2 separate regions of the Macaca mulatta genome follow, and region 1 is linked to region 2. A link is a contact called in public Hi-C data. All regions are on one chromosome and are shown on one strand. Each heading gives the region's core, a stretch centred on a gene start, on an enhancer-like site or on the middle of the called end of the contact. The rest is flanking DNA. Distances are from core to core; before and after follow the strand shown.

Evidence for each region. A called contact is a pair of places that touch in the nucleus more often than the background predicts.
Region 1: a Hi-C map of liver shows a contact between it and region 2, with 3 times the contacts expected there. The contact joins the promoter of UBE2D1 here to the promoter of TFAM in region 2. A contact is called at or near these places in 4 of 14 Hi-C or Micro-C datasets (blood, cortical neurons, fetal cortex germinal zone and 1 more).

What each region holds. Positions count from the first base shown.
Region 1 is chr9:91,529,080-91,532,061 of T2T-MMU8v2.0, reverse strand. It overlaps UBE2D1 (ubiquitin conjugating enzyme E2 D1), which reads left to right and starts at 1,480. Exons shown (of 7, transcript NM_001257863.1): 1 at 1,480-1,706. The coding sequence starts at 1,683.
Region 2 is chr9:91,476,204-91,479,179 of T2T-MMU8v2.0, reverse strand. It overlaps TFAM (transcription factor A, mitochondrial), which reads left to right and starts at 1,312. Exons shown (of 5, transcript XM_077946735.1): 1 at 1,312-1,562. The coding sequence starts at 1,344.

The sequences.
Region 1 (2,982 bases), core at 231-2,730, 53 kb before region 2:
GCATATCTGATGTTTAGCTCCCACTTATAAGTAAGAATATGTGGTATTTCATTTTCTGTTCCTGCATTAATTCACTTAGGATAATGGCCTCCAGCTGTATCTATGTTGCTGCAAAGGATATTATTTCATTCTTTTTTATGGCTGCATAGTATTCCACAGTGTATGCCCCATTTTCTTTATCCAATCCACCATTAATGAGCACCTAGGTTGACTCCATGTCTTTGCTATTGTGAATAGTACTGATGAACATGTGAGAACATATATCTTTTTGGTGGAATAATTTGTTTTCAGTTGCATATATAACCAGTAATGGGATTGCTGGGTCAAATGGTAGTTTTGTTGTAAGTTCTTTGAGAAATCTCCAAACTGTTTTCCACGATGGCTGAACTAATTTACATTCCCACTAACAGCATATAAATGTTACCTTTTCTCCTCAGCGTCACCAACATCTGTTGATGTTTTCACTTTTTTTTTTTTTCCTTTTTGAGACAGAGTCTTACTCTGTCGCCCAGGCTGGAGAGCAGTGACTCCAACTCAGCTCACTGCAACCTCCGCCTCCCGGGATTAAGCGGTTCTCCTGCCTCAGTCTCCTGAGTAGCTGGGATTACAGGCGCCCACCACCATGCCCAGGTAATTTTTGTATTTTTAGTAGAGATGGGATTTCACCATGTTGGCCAGTCTGGTCTCGAACTCCCAACCTCAGGTAATCTGCCCGCCTCAGCCTCCCAAAGCCCTAGGATTACAGGCGTGAGCCACTGTGCCCGGCCAAGAAGCCAAGTTTTAATGGGTACACAAGTGCCCAGGAATTGGAGAGTGGGGAGTGTGCGTTGACTATTAGTCAGAGACTGTCAATGGAAGGGAAGGAGTCAACGATGGGAGTGAGAGCTCTGAACTCGGTGTTCGAAGCGGGTAATTTATGGGAGGGGCATACCTATGAGCAGACGATGCACTCAGACACGGAAGATCTGTGCATTGGACAGAAGAGACACCTTTTTCCTCTGCAGTAAGAACCAAGGAGGTAAGTAAGGGGTCTGATAGATATGAGTTTGTGCATGTGTGCTGGGTGAGTAATTGAGATAATTCATATATTTGAGAAAAGACAGTGAAATATTTAAAGGTAAATATAATAAAACCAGCTGTGGCACCTATTGGATAAGGAATTACTAACTGATGATTTAGAAATTCCTTTATGTGCGTTAGGAGCTCATTTGTTATCCCCATTTTACAGATGCGCAGCCCCAGGTTCAGTAACTTGCTCTAAATGAGACTGTAGAGACTAACTCCAGCACCCGGCAGCTCTCACCTTAAGCTGCCTGGCTAAGGTCAGCAGCAAGTAACCTGGCAGCGTCTGGGGGCCTGCGGCCGAGGACAGGGCTGGAACTACACTTCCCAGTATGCCAGGCGGGGCGGGGCGCGGCGGGGAGGGCGCAGGCTCCTTCCCAGAAGCAAAAGCGGAAACAAAAGAGTCTCGCCGGCCTCCCCGCCCGCACACTCGCGCACACTCGCGCTCGGGCGCAGACGGAGCAGGGACCGGCGCCCGGAGCGAGCCAGGGAGCGGCGAACCGGGGACCCACCGCGCGGAGCCAGCTGAGCTGCCAGCGAGCCCAACTCGCGAAGACTCACGCCCCCGAGCCCCGCAGCCGACCCCTGCCGGCCGGTGTCCCCACCGCGATCCCTGATCCATGGCGCTGAAGCGGATTCAGAAAGTGAGTGCCGGGGCCGGGCCTGGGGCTGCGGGGCAGCAGGGCAGCGGCGCCTGCCCACGCTGACTCGGCCAGTGGTCCCGAGAGATATGCAGGGAAAGCACGGGATGGAAGGGTGGGCCGGGGTGCGGGCAGGGAGCTGGAGGCTCGGGCCCGGCCAGCGGGCACCGGACAGGTTAGGTGGGAGCGGGGGCAGATCCCAGGCGGCCGGGGGAGCTTGAAGGCTGGGGGCCCGTGGCGCGCTCGCGCCGGGGCCGCTCCCGGAGCCCCAGGGTAGAGAGCCTCCTCCGCGTCCAGACCGCCCCGAAATCTGTGCTTCACGGTCACGGCTGGGTTTTGCCCTCCATGAGGCTAGTTTTGACCCCTGTCATGCTGTGTTTTCTCCAGGCTGTTTCTTAAGCCTGTCTCTTTTATGTTCTTGCTTACCCGGGCTCCCCGGGAGGGCACGGAAGGTGGGGTGGGCCTGCAGCCTTTCTCCGCGGAGCTGTCGGGTTGGTTCTTTCTCCTCTGCGGTTGGCTCTTGCTCAGTTGCCCGAATGGGCTGGAAAGCCCATTTGCGGCCAAGAAGCCAAGAGAAGGCTCCTGCCCCTTCTATTTTGGTGCCTCTGCTGCTGCCACTTCAGGTCACATAGCTGTAGCGAAAACATAGTTGCTGATACACAACAAGATGACCTCCTGGCTGTGATTCACGGTGAGTCAAGCCAAACAGGTTTTTTTTGCCCCTCATGGTAAACTTAGATGTAAAGTTCGAGACACAACATAAACTGTCGCAAATAGATTGTTTTGATGCTTTGACACATGGGTATAAAATGAGGAAGAAATATGTATCTTCATCCAACAACTGTTCACCCATCTCAACCCTGTGTGTGGAATTGTCTTTTTTTCACAGTATTTATTGCCACCATTTCAGAAGCGAACATCCTTCAGAATTGATATTCGGGCATTTCTTTCTGTTCATTTTTATTTCTTGTTGGTCTGTGTACTGACCCAAGTTTTAGGTTTTACAGTTACAGTTCACACTGGGAACATTGAGAATGTGTTTGTTAAATAGGGAGTGCTTTTCACTAAGTTAAGCAACAATGGTCAGTGTATTTTGTAGTTGTTTCAGAAGAAATTAATGCCCACATTTTTATCTACTTTTTTGACCAGTAGTCCATTATAGCAATAGTAAATGTTAGAGCAGTGATAGTGACGTACACATTGTATTCTGACTAGCCACTAGTGGCATCTTTAGGTACAGAGGACAGCAACTTTTAGAGCCTGCCAGTTTTTTATTTTC
Region 2 (2,976 bases), core at 63-2,562:
GGGCGGGGGTAGGCTGGGGCACAACACTGTGTCTTTTATCTATGTTTAGGGCGTTGTACATAGTATATACTCAGGAAGAAAACCTGTTTATTCCATGCCAGAATGGGAGGTTTGAACAGATGACCTGGAAGGTCCCTTTCAACCCTGAGAGTCTATAAAAGGGAAGTGGTTATTACCGCTTAAAAGAAGTAGGCTTAGTCCTACTTTCAGAGAGCCAATGTTTTCATAGTTACAGAAAGGTAATAGACTGTCAGCTCAACATGACACTGGTAAGAATTTTCTAACGATTATGACTATACAACAGAAGAAAGGCTGTCTCGGAAGGTGGTTAGCGCTGAAACAACTGGTGTTTAAGGGCTGGAAGGACCCTTAGATATCTTTAGGTCTTTCCTAATCTTTTTCATGCCATTGCCTATATAGAAAATGGTATAACACAAATAAAAAAATTGTACAGCAATTTTTGACACATCAATGTCTCAGGCATACTTGTCACAAGTTCTCAGGGCTTTGGTTGGGAAAACTCTGATTTCGTCTAACATCCTCGTTTGCAGAGGGGGAAACTGAATCTTAACGAGGGAATGCAATATTCCCAAGTCGTTAATGTTAATACTGGAACGAGAATTGAGACTAGAGACTGTGGACAACTAGTCAGTTTCCTCCGCTCAAATTAAGCAGGCTGGAGGCCAGACTGGAAGACTGCAGTAGATGGCAGAATAAACAGTCTAAAACTATATTGCTTTAAATGTGGTCCCAAGACCACAGACATTAGAACTTGTCAGACTCTGGGGAACTCGCTAAAATGCAGATTAATGGGCCCCACACAGACACAGAATTAAGCTCTGCGGTAAAGGCTTGGAATCTGCAGTTTTAAGTTTGCGAATCCCCTCCTCTCCCGGTACTATTTCTGAACTCCGAGCTCCCAGCCCTGGCTTGAAACTGAGACGCTGCGCTTGTCGCACAGCACCTGCCGATCGGACCTCGGGGTCCTGGATGCAGGACTGTCTGTTACGTACAGCCTTTGTGGCCGTCACGGGCGGACACCGGCCAACGCCGGGTCGGGGTGCGTCCGCCGCGGTCCCTCCATCACCTTCCTGGCCGGGCAGAGGAACCCACTGCTCCGGGCCGTCGGGGCCAGAGGCGGCTCAGCAGCGCCCCCTCGAGGCCAGAGCCCTCCGCAGGCTAGCGGGTTGCGGTTTCCCTTCATCTCCGCGGCGCCTCTTCCTCCCACGCAGTGCCGCCCACCGGGGACGCTCTCCCGCGCCTGCGTCAATTCCGCCCTGCCCCGCCCCCATCTACCGACCGGATGTTAACAGATTTCCCATAGTGCCTCACTAGTGGCGGGCATGATAAGAAACACCGGAGGGTCGCACGCGGGTTCCAGTTGTGATTGCTGGGGTTTTTCTGTAGTGTCAGGAGGTTCTCCGATATTGGGGCCGGGTCACTGCCTCATCCGCTGGAGCGATGGCGTTTCTCCGGAGCATGTGGGGCGTGCTGAATGCGCTGGGAAGGTCCGGAGCGGAGCTGTGCAGCGGCTGTGGGAGTCGACTGCGCTCCCCCTTCAGGTAGGCCCGCTCGCCTGTGCCCTAGGGGGCGGCAGGGCCCAGGACGTCCCGGGGCTGGAATGTAGACCCCATCCTTCACTGTCTGCCCCTCCTAGGAGTTCAGAGCCACCCTGGTTCTTTGATTCACACCTCGACCTTGCCAAGGGGACTGTGGCTTTGAGACCAGGCCTTGACTCCCTTAATACCCCGTACCTTGTTTCTTGCTACCCTCCGCTCGCTCCTCCCACCCCTCACTGTAGCTTTGGATCCATTGCGCCGCCTCTGCGAATTCGCGCGGAGTGTCTGGCCACCATCTAGGCATTGAGGAGGCGGGGCCCAGGAGCTGGAGTATAGACGCTTTCCTCCACTCTCTGCCCTTCCTAGGAGGTAAGGGCTTTGAGACTTCCGTCCTGCAGTCGCTCCCCTCCGTTTAGGACAGGGTTTTAATAATTCTCTAGCATTCTTGTTGAAGGCGTTGGAGACATAGGAGTATCTTGATGACATCTCTTATTTGGGATCTATGCTCATAATATACATGTGCATATTGACAGTTAAACATCTGATACTGGTTATTTTCTTTTCATATGTAGTTTTGTGTATTTACCGAAGTGGTTTTCATCTGTCTTGGCAAGTTGTCCAAAGAAACCTGTAAGTTCTTACCTTCGATTTTCTAAACAACAACTACCCATATATAGAGCTCAGAACCCAGGTAAGGTGTTTGGGGGCTTGTACCCTTTTCTCATGTAATAAAAATGCCATTAAGCAGTTAAATAGCAATGTTGAATTGCAGTACTAAAGCATTCAGTGACTGCAGGAACAATCATTTGATGTCTGTAAAATAGGAAGTTCTATTTTATACCAAATGAACATACTTTCAATATAAGTGAGAACTAATAAACGGTATTTTAAAAATATCGTGTAGTGTAGAAAGCACCCTAGGAAGACGATAAAAAAGCTGAATTTCGGGCCTGGTTGCCTTTGGTCTAGAGGACCACTGATGAATTATTTTCTCTTGCTTAGCTCCTCCTTTTTCTGCCTCAGGGAATTGTTAATAACGTTGCAGCTTCTGTGGAAGCATCCATAAACTGTAAAGTTCTATGCAAATTACTGCTGCTTTCAGGAGCTTTCAAGATAAGAAAACATAAACGTTTCCATCATAGGAGTTCAGAGCCACTCTGGTTCTTTGATTCAGACCTCAACCTTGCCAAGGGGATGGTGGGTTGTAAAGGATAAATCCTTTCTTGTCTTGGGTTCCTGAAAAAAAAACATTTCCAGGTAGGATGTTTGTTGATGCCCTAGAAAGCCTGTAGGGCTGTTATTTTAGGTTATAGTGTAAAGGTAATAGCTATTTTTTTTCCTTATGATTTCTAAAGCATCACAGGGCAGTTGTGAAAATCTAACGAACTATAATAAAAAATGCTCACATTAGGCTGGG